2 separate regions of the Mus musculus genome follow, and region 2 is linked to region 1. Evidence: chromatin contacts called from public HiChIP or PLAC-seq data. All regions are on one chromosome and are shown on one strand. The core of a region is the stretch at or near the end of the contact, and the rest is flanking DNA. Distances in the headings are between cores, read along the strand shown.

Region 1 (4,652 bases), core at 1,087-3,586:
TAGCATGCACATGGCCTTGGGTTTGGTCACACACACACACACACACACACACCACACACACACACACACACACACACACACACACAGAGAGAGAGAGAGAGAGAGAGAGAGAGAGAGAGAGAGAGAATGTGTACTGAATTCCAGAAGTATGGTGGACTAGCATCAGTAAAGGGCACTGCATTGCAGCTACAATCTTGTGTTCCAGGCCAGCAAGCTCACTGTGCAGATGAACCAGGGCTTCAGTCCAGCTGAGAAGAGCACTTTCTGTTGGCCTCATTCTGGAAGTAAATTGGGGGGTCCTGTCAGTACTGGAGATTGGGAACCACAATTCTGACTTTGCAGTTTTTACTGCAAAAAGTACCCCACTTCCTAAGTCTAGATATTTGCTGTCATTTTTAACTATGTGTGATCTAATAGTGGGGCCAATCTGAAATCATGTGAATGTAAAATGTCCCAGACTTTATCCACGAATTTAGTATTGATTGTTTTTGAGTTTGTATAGATTCGCTGAGTGAAAGGCATGATTCATCGGAGAGCATACAATTCATCGGAGAGCATACAAAACAAAAATTTCAACCTCAGTTTTGAAAAAGTGTTGCTTGGTTTGAGAAGCAAGCCTTTTGTTGGCACTACTGTCGAGGAGAACAGTGCTAAAAAAAAAAAAAAAAAAAAAAAAAAAGACCATCAGACACACATAAACACACACACCGGCGTATTCACAGGGAACACCCTCTGTCTTTCCCATACGCGGCGTGGAATACCATGCCAGAACGATCATGCAGAAACTTCCTAGTAAAGACAGCCTGGAAGCTCTTCTCAAACTTGAGGCCCGCTGCAAGGACGCCCCAACCCTACTCTTCCTAAGCGGTTTCACGATGAGCCTGCGCATAGCCCACTTGAGAGATTCATAAGGTCCACGGTCCTTGGGATCCGGGAACAATCTCTCCACTTAGGCTCATCTGACAGAAAGACTCCGGATTAGCAACCCAGGAGTCATGTGTGACAAATTTTCACCATATCCTTTCCGTGTCAGCCTCCCCTCCCCCTTCAGCTTTGTATCCCGAGATGAGAGTGCCACCTCTGCAGGGGACTCCACTGAGTCTGCAGCCCGCAAAGCCTCCCCGCCTCCCCAAACGAATAGGATGCGAGCTTCTTTGTCCTTTCACAGAGTAAACTCGGGTTTATGAGATTCTCCATTTATGAGATTCTCCAATTCCGATCTCCCACCTCAGGTCTATGGGTTTCTCACGAGCGAAAGCTGCTTCTTTCATTAAGGCTGTTCAAGGTTCTGGCCCTACGCTAAGTGCGTCTCCCAAGCAAGTGTCTCAGCAGCTGTTGGAAGTGTTGTTAGCCTTGTTCTTCGTATGTAAAGAATCAAAGCACTCAGAGTGAGTTAGCCCAACTAGGTTTTGAGCCCAGGTTGGATTTGACGCCGAGGCCCTTAAATCTCCATTGCTGCTTTTTATTCAGCAATATTATTTCTTATGGCTCAATTACAGTATTACGGGCTCTGTGCAAAGTATTTTTCCAGATTAATCTCAGAAGTAAGGCTGCTATTTACCACCTAAGGGATCTTAAACAACTTTTTAAACTATTTTTTTAACTCTATTTTTCTGTCTGCAAAACGAGGCTTAAAAATGTGACTGCCGTGAAGAGCAAGCGAATTAATACGTGCAAAGCACTTAGAACACAGACGCGCACGAATTAAGCGCTGAAATTTTTGCCTTAAAAGAGTCGCATCCATTTGTACATCGGTGGGAGAGGTTAAAAACAAAAACAAAAACAAAAACAAAAACAAAAACCCGTCCAGATGGTACGGGGCTCATCCCGGAGGACAGACTTGGGGACTGCACGAGATCCAGGCACCTGCTGGGCAGGGGACCTGCTTCCCTTGTTCTGCCGCAGGAAGGCGCTGAGGTCTGGGGGCCTGGAAGGGTCGGTTCTTATCGGAACTTCCAGACTGGGGGGGCCTGTGCCTGCGTTGTAAGGGCGGTAGCATTATGGAGGATCCGGGCTGATCCCCTGCAAAAGCAATGTGTAGGACATCCGCGGCATGGATTGATTGTCTGACAGGGTCCCTGGCGCGCGCGCAGGCAAGTATACACAGCGTGAGCACAGATTCACAGGCACACACACACACACACACACACACACACACACACACACACACACACACTCACTCACACACGCACTGCCCGGGACCGCCAGCCCCTGCTCCCCCGCCCGCCGCGCTCCAGGGCGGAGTTTCCTCCTCTGCTTATTGTTCGCAGCCCAGCGCCCGCCCAGCCGCCGCCCCGCCCGACCCCGCCGCCGCTGTGGGCGAGCTCCTGGGGGAGGGGGCGGAGGCCAGCGCGGACGGGACGGGGCGGGAGTCTTCGCAGCAACGTGCGCGGGGCCGCAGCGGCGCAGACACCGCCCGGGCCGCAGACACCTTCGCTCGTCGCTGCTGGCTCCGTGTCCCAGCCCAGCTCTGCGGTAGGCAGGAGGAGCGGCCGGATCGCGACTCCGGAGTTCGCGGCCGTCGCCAGGCCTCCCGGAGCGGCGCCGACGCTCCCGCTGTCCGGACGCGCGACCCTGCGCCAGCGCCGCAGCCACCTGCTCGGAGTCCCCGGGCGAGCACAACCATGCCTCCCACTACGGCGCTCTCCGCGCTGCTGCTGCTGCTACTGTCGCCTGCATCTCACTCCCATAATGGTGAGTGGACAGCCGCGGCTCTGCCGGGACCCCTGGTCATTCCCCTCCGCCCCAAGCCTGGTGGGGCTCCTGGGAAGCCGGCTGCACCGCGTGGTCGGACCGCTTGCAGCCTCTCCCGCGTGGCCGCACGCAGAGTCCTGACCTTGGCACCATCCACGCCCCCTCCAAATTGGAGAACCCCGCAGGTGCGGGGCCAGATCGTGGATTTATTCCTAGTCTTCACTGGTGTAGAGTGAGCCGGAGGTTGTGAGATTGTAAAGGGGGCACTTGGTGGGTTCGCTGGAGATGGGGGGGAAACTTTGGGTTGTGGGGAGGTCCCAGATTCCCGCATGACCACCAGAATGCGATTTCTCTTTCTCGTGTTTGGGGCTACTAGGGGACCGTATTGGGAGGTCGTTGAAACTAAGCAAAGCCGCGGGCAGGGACCACAAGAAGGAGCCCCTGAAACTGACCTCAAATCCCTAAATGCCCACGCGTGTAGCGTACTTCTTGTGCAAGCGCTTTTTCTTAAGCTTGTCCCGGGACGGGTGGAATAAGCGCTCCTTCCAGGGTCCCAGAGCCTGGTTCAGTGGGGTCCTTGCCTTCATGTTGCCAAAGGACCGGATTCTTTCTCAGAGCATGGCCAGGATGGTGGGCCCCTCCCACCCCTTTGTGTAAACAAGAAATTTCTTTCACAAATGAGGTTTGAGTTGTGTCTTAGTAATACCTCGGGCACCCATCTCCCATCAGACCCAGCTTGGAGACGATCCCACTACCTTCTTTCTGAAGGTGGAATGTTACTTTCTGTTTGAGAGGTCAGGCAGTGTCTGCAAACATAACCAGAGCAGGTGTCCCAAAGTCCCTGCCAAACAGCTGAGAGACTCAGCCCAGGAGAGAGAGGCAGGTTTCATAAACGGAGTAGCCTATCTTGAGCAGGTAGCTGCAGGGAGAAAGTAGCGAAGGGAGGCTTTCCAGAGTCGGAAGTACAGTGGTGACCGCCCAAGCGGGGAAGGGACTCTGCTGCTGTGGGAGTTAGTGTTGGGGGAACAGGATTCTGCAGAACAATGAGAGATGAGATGGTAGGGTGGCGAGGGCTGGTCCTCAGGGAATGGAGGTTTAAACCTCCGGAGGGTGGCCTGGGACTCCAACGGGACCTGGAAGGGAAGAGTACTCCCATTGGGGGAAGGGCCTGTGCTCCTTGAGGAGGGGTGCAGTTCGAGGAAGATGGGAAGAGCTTGGAGGGCCACAGTCTAACAAGGACCGACAAGTCTGTAGAGTGCCCTGGCAACTTCATGGTCTTCACATGCAGTCTTTTGGAGGGGGAGCCCCTAGTACCATTCAAAAGCCAGATGAGCTAGTTAGTCCACAGTGATTCCAATCTTATAGAAGCCAAGCTTGGAGAAGATACAGGCTAAAGGGAGATCCCTGGAAGCCATCAGTGAACTGCTCCCAACCGGGTCCCTGGACATCAAGGTTGGGCTTCTTCTTCTTCTTCTTCTTCTTTTTTTTTTTTTTTTTTTTTTTTTTTTTTGGCCTTTTTGAGATAGGGTTTCTCTGTATAGTCTTGGCTGTCCTGGAACTCACTTTGTAGACCAGGGTGGCCTCAAACTCAGAAATCCGCCTGCCTCTGCCTCCTGAGTGCTGGGATTAAAGGCGTGCACCACCACGCCCCGGCAAGGTTGGGTTTCTTGTCTGGCACCTGACAACTGCCTAGGAATGATGCCTGCTGAGGGGCCCTGTCCAGACTCTACCACAGGGACAGCTCATAGTCAGAGATCAATATGCTCGAACAAATGTGTCCAGAAACCTGGCCTTGTTCCAAACAGCAAGTCTCTTAGCACCACTGAGCCCTGGATACCGAAATCCTGAAATGTCATTTTCACAGTATGTGGCAATATAGAGACGTTCTTTGACAGTGTTTGGTGGCGAGGAGGAATGGTTACACTGATGACGAGGACAGCAAATTGATTATGATGACG
Region 2 (4,734 bases), core at 2,116-4,615, 950 kb before region 1:
ATCTATCCTGTTCTCACTTCTGCCGTAATACAAAAGCCAAGTTCACCACAGAGGCCTACAGAGCAGTAGGTCCTAACACTGCACGGTATCCTTGGAGCAAACAGAGGGAGTACAGCTTGGCGAGGCAGACCAATGCCAGGACTGGGAGTAATGGAGCCAGATAACAAGCTTTTGATTTTTTTTTCTTTTGGCTTTAATTAGCTCTTTCAAGTTAGAGGAGAGTTCAGAGCTGAGAATAGGGAGGGGGAGGCCAGAAAGCGCACAGGGCTAGGGCTGTCTCCCAGCCAGGCTAAAGGAGGCCAGGCCAGCTTCTAATGCACAGTATCGGTTTCCTTTGATTTGCTTGATACCCACGTTCCTTTGCTCAGGCTCTCTGGTTACAATTCATTTGGGCTCAGCTCAGACCACACATGTCCCGGAGGGCACACAATGTCAGCATCAGCCAGACAGTCCTGCCACACTGTCCCCGGTGTCAGCTATGTTGGCATCCTGCTTTCCTGTGACCCATCTCCAGTTCTGTTGTTTCTTCCAGTCTAGAGACAGAAGGGACAAGGTGAACTCTGGAATCTTCTTTTGGCTCTGAATCTGGAGCTCCCTCAGGGTCTGTAAAGTGGGAACCGAGTCTCAGACCGTGTCTTAGTTAGAGTTTCTATTACTGAGATAAATGCCACAATCAGAGGTAAGTTGGAGAGAAAGGGGTTTATTCAAACACACAGTTCCATATCATAGTCCATCACTAAGGGAAGCCAGGGTGGAAACAAGAGCTAATTCAGAGGCCATGGAGGCGGCTTGCTCTTATGGCTTGCTCAGATGGCTTTGTGTAGCACCCAGGACCACTAGCCTAGAAGTGGTGGTAGGCCCTCCCTTATCAATCATCAACCAAGATAATGCACTACTGATGTGCTCACAAGCGAATCTTATGGAGGCTTTACTCTATTGAGAATTCTTCAATCTAGCTGTGTCAAGCTGACATAAAACTTATCATTGCAGTTGCTGTTGCTGGAGATAACCAAAGGAGGCTACAACTTAAGAGGTTGACTTTAAGGGTTTGTGTTTGGAGGGTGGGAATACCTGTGGGTTTTATTGTAGTTATAACTTGGAGAGTTTACAAAGGGGATATGACCAGAGATTTGTTTTGATTATACACTTTATTCTGATTATGAAAATTAGAATGCCTATCAGAAGATATTTATTGAGCTTATATGGCCTTTTCCATTTCCTGACACCTATATTTCTTCTCCTGAACTCAGAGCTGAGAGTGGTCTGACCCTGGGTCACTTGCCTAACTCATGAATCCAGAGCCTTCTGATTGCAACTATCAGAGAACTCAATGGTGCTTCTGCTTCTCCATGGGCGAGGAAGACTGGCTGTATTCATGTCAGAAGAGAGGCTGGGAACGGCCAGGAGTGGTCTCCTATGACTGAGTGGCTATGAGTATAGAAACATTTGCAAGTGTCAGTGCCTGGGCTGTGTTGGATATAGACACTGTGGGAGCTGGTGAGGCATCTTTAGGTGTTTGGGGATGGAAGCATCCTCCAACTTTGCTTTCTGAGCCTTTCTTTTCCTGTGTCCTGTTCATCTCTAATCCAAATGGAAAAAGGACCTAATAATGAAGGCAGTAGAACCTATACAATGCTCAGAAGATCTCATTGAGAGCCTAGGCATAAGAGAGCTAGAAAGATATGGCTGGGGTCTTAGGTTGTGCTGGGACTCAAGGAGTCTAACCTGAGGCCAATTTGTTAGGAAGGCATCTAGGAGGGTTAACCAATTTGATTTAATTTGTATTTCTGTAGCTTCTCACCACTGATCCTGGCTCTGGCCCCCTTTGTAGCCTACTTCAAAGGGTCTCTGCAAATCTCTGCTTATAGAGCACACACCTCTAAGGCTATGGGACCGAGAATCTACCTTTTCTGTCTTATGCTAGGACTCTGTGATGGCCAGCCTTTCCCACAGAAACTTGACAGTTCTAATATGAAATAGACAGCCCACTTTGGGGAGGACATTGTTGCGAGCTAAGGGTCTGTGTCCTTCATGAGTCTAGGGGTTGTCCTAGACGTGGCTCCCTACATTCTTCTCCCTCTTTAGTTTGCTGAGTTCCCTTATAGAGCCCTAGCCTCTGGCTCCAAGTAAGTCAAGGAGTAGAGAAAACATCTTAAATCCTGGGAATGTTTTAGGCAACTAGGCAACAGACTGGCCAAGATCAAGGAAAGACCTCAGTCTCCAGGAATGTGAAAGGGAAGTGGATCACTACACCCTGTAGATGGGACAAAGGTTGTAGTCAAGGGAGTGTCTATCACTCCATTTCCTGAAGTCTGAGTTTGAAACCAGCTGAGAAGCACCCGGCAGGACCAGTCTAGGGCTGATAGTGGGAAGCAGACACAGAGTGGATACAGACCACTTCCTCTTCTCTGTGAGTTTTGACCTCAGAGTGACCTTCTGCTAGGAAAAAAAAAAACCCAAAACCAAAAAACCCAAACCCAACCCAACCCAACCCAACCCAAACCAAACAAACAACAAACAAGTGGGTCCATGGGGCAGGGACTCTTACTTTGAATCATCACCAGTCACCTATCAGGCCCTCATACTGGGGGTAGACGGTGAGGACCACCACAGCTTTGCATAGCCCTGCCCTGCCAGTGTGCAATGTGCTTCATGCCCCTCTTTCATTGTTCCCAGAGTCCTACAGAGCAACAGAATAGTCAGGCTCCAATCCCCAAGGGCATAGAGGGACAGAGAGTCAAGCACTGAGGTTAGTATTATGTAATTAATGCTAAGTATGTTCTACAGTCTAGAGCATACTGTGTGTCTGAATCTCAAGCCCACTACTTCTCCCATAGCATGTCTCAGTGCAAGGCCAGTAGAACTTGTCTGGGTTGGCAAGGTTCCTGTGCAAGGACCATCTAGGAATGTGTGGTCCTAGACACTGAGTATTGGGTACAAATGGGACTCTCCAAGTTAATGCAGTCTGCAAACTTCTCCCAAGATTCCAGAGGCCTTTCTGGAAGAACTATGGCTGGGCCAAGCTCCCATATGACTTGAAGGTTTACCCACTGGCCTTACCAGTTCCATGGGGGTCCCAGAGGTACAAGAACAAGCTTCATTTTCACTTTCTGCCCAACAGCATACACCGTTGATATGAAGGAGGACTCCATCCCTACATGCTGTGTGATTCAACTGATTCCCAGACACAGCAGGTAGTCCTAGGAAGTAGGCAGGGTTATCCCCTTGCACTCATGCTGGCCTTGTGTCCCAGCATAGCTGGTCACTCAGGTTTGCCTGGCGCCTGAGATCCTGAACCCCGTGAAAACGAGCATCCGGAATAGCCAGGCAGCTGTCCCAGGCCAGCCTCAGCCGGTCTGCTTGTGCTGTTTTCGTTTCTCTGTCAGCAGGAAGCTGGACTCTGACTACATGGGTTTGTTTCCTGTTATGGTGAGAGGCAAGGGTTCCTCTCTTTGCTTGGCACTCACACTCCCTTGGTCCAGGAACTCCTCCTCTTCCACACCCTGCCCCCCTTCTCATTCCAACCAATCTTGTCAACACTACAAACCACTAAACAAGTTCGTGAAATAGGTACACATTGCAAGCCCTCACTCCTTGTAAGCCCTTTGAGTACACAATTTCCTTATTTAAACTTCAAATGCCAGTGGTAAGGCAACCCCAAGACAGAAGTTCCCTCCCTGCCCACCCCCATGTCTCCCCACAATGTAGCTCCAGTACTAGGCATCCAGGTCTAAAGGCATTCTTGGTCAGGAGGAATTGCAGTAGAAGTCCCATCTGGATCTTTTGAGGTCATGTGATGATGGCCAAGTCCTGGGGGATGAGCTAGATCTGGTGGGAGGAAGTCCAAGGTTGGCGTATGGTGTTCTCCCAAGATGCCACTTGGGAGGCCAGCAGGTCAGTGTGTGTGTGTGTATTGGGGGGGGGGGACCCAAGAATCACACAAATTTTAAAACAGACACATTCAAGAGACTCAGTCTATAAGTTTCTGAGCTATGACTTAAGGACATGGATCCTCACCCTGCTGAGACATTACTTTGCAGGTTCGGCACAATGTCATGCACACTGGTAAATATGCCCGCATGTGCACACAACTTCCGTGTGTCCATCTCCCCTCTTGTTGCTTCTCCTTGTCTTGCTCTAAACCACTATCTTCATGTTTCATCACCTCTGTTTTATCTTTGTGGCTTCTTTCCTCTCCTGCTCACACAGGACCCTCAGCCATGAACACGGTGATATTTCTCTCTCATACGTATACAAGTGTGTATGTGTATTTGTACACATGAGACTCATTCAGTGGGCATAGCACAGACTGAAATGGGATGTTGGACATCTTATCCATCAACACATGAATGTACCTCACCAATCACCCCAGATGTAGAGTTCCCTTTAATTCATTTCATCTACACAGGGTGGTATCTTGGCAAGGATGCTGGCCAGGGAGTCCTGACCTTTGGGCCTCAGCCAGCACCTGCTCATGAACTATCAAAAGGCCAGTAAACAGTTCCCCTTCTGCTCTAATTTTATGCTAAGGAAGGAGTTGGTGAGACAGTATATATTCCATAAAAAGCAAAAAAGAAACACACCGATGTTATTAGAAAGTAAGGGAAGGCCCTTAGAACCCCTTGATGAATGCAAATGATCCCAACCCCACCCTGCACCCCCACTTCTGGTTATACTGTCCCCGTGGTTTATTGATGGATTTACACCATCATTATCTTCTTTGGAGAGGTTTGG

What was found. HiChIP or PLAC-seq counts read pairs in DNA pulled down with a chosen protein or histone mark.
Region 2: a contact with region 1 is called in a FOXA1 HiChIP or PLAC-seq map of pancreatic cancer cells. The contact joins the promoter of Plxna4os1 here to the promoter of Podxl in region 1. A contact is called at or near these places in 3 of 39 promoter capture datasets (hippocampal neurons, liver and stem cell-derived epiblast-like cells) and 2 of 115 datasets of contacts at active chromatin or transcription factors (embryonic forebrain and pancreatic cancer cells).

The regions. Positions count from the first base shown.
Region 1 is chr6:31,561,621-31,566,272 of GRCm38.p6, reverse strand. It overlaps Podxl (podocalyxin-like), which reads left to right and starts at 2,336. Exons shown (of 8, transcript NM_013723.3): 1 at 2,336-2,694. The coding sequence starts at 2,625.
Region 2 is chr6:32,509,772-32,514,505 of GRCm38.p6, reverse strand. Plxna4os1 (plexin A4, opposite strand 1) reads right to left here and starts at 3,365. Exons shown (of 2, transcript NR_040277.1): 1 at 3,061-3,365; 2 at 1-533. All of the region lies in intron 2 of Plxna4 (plexin A4), which reads left to right.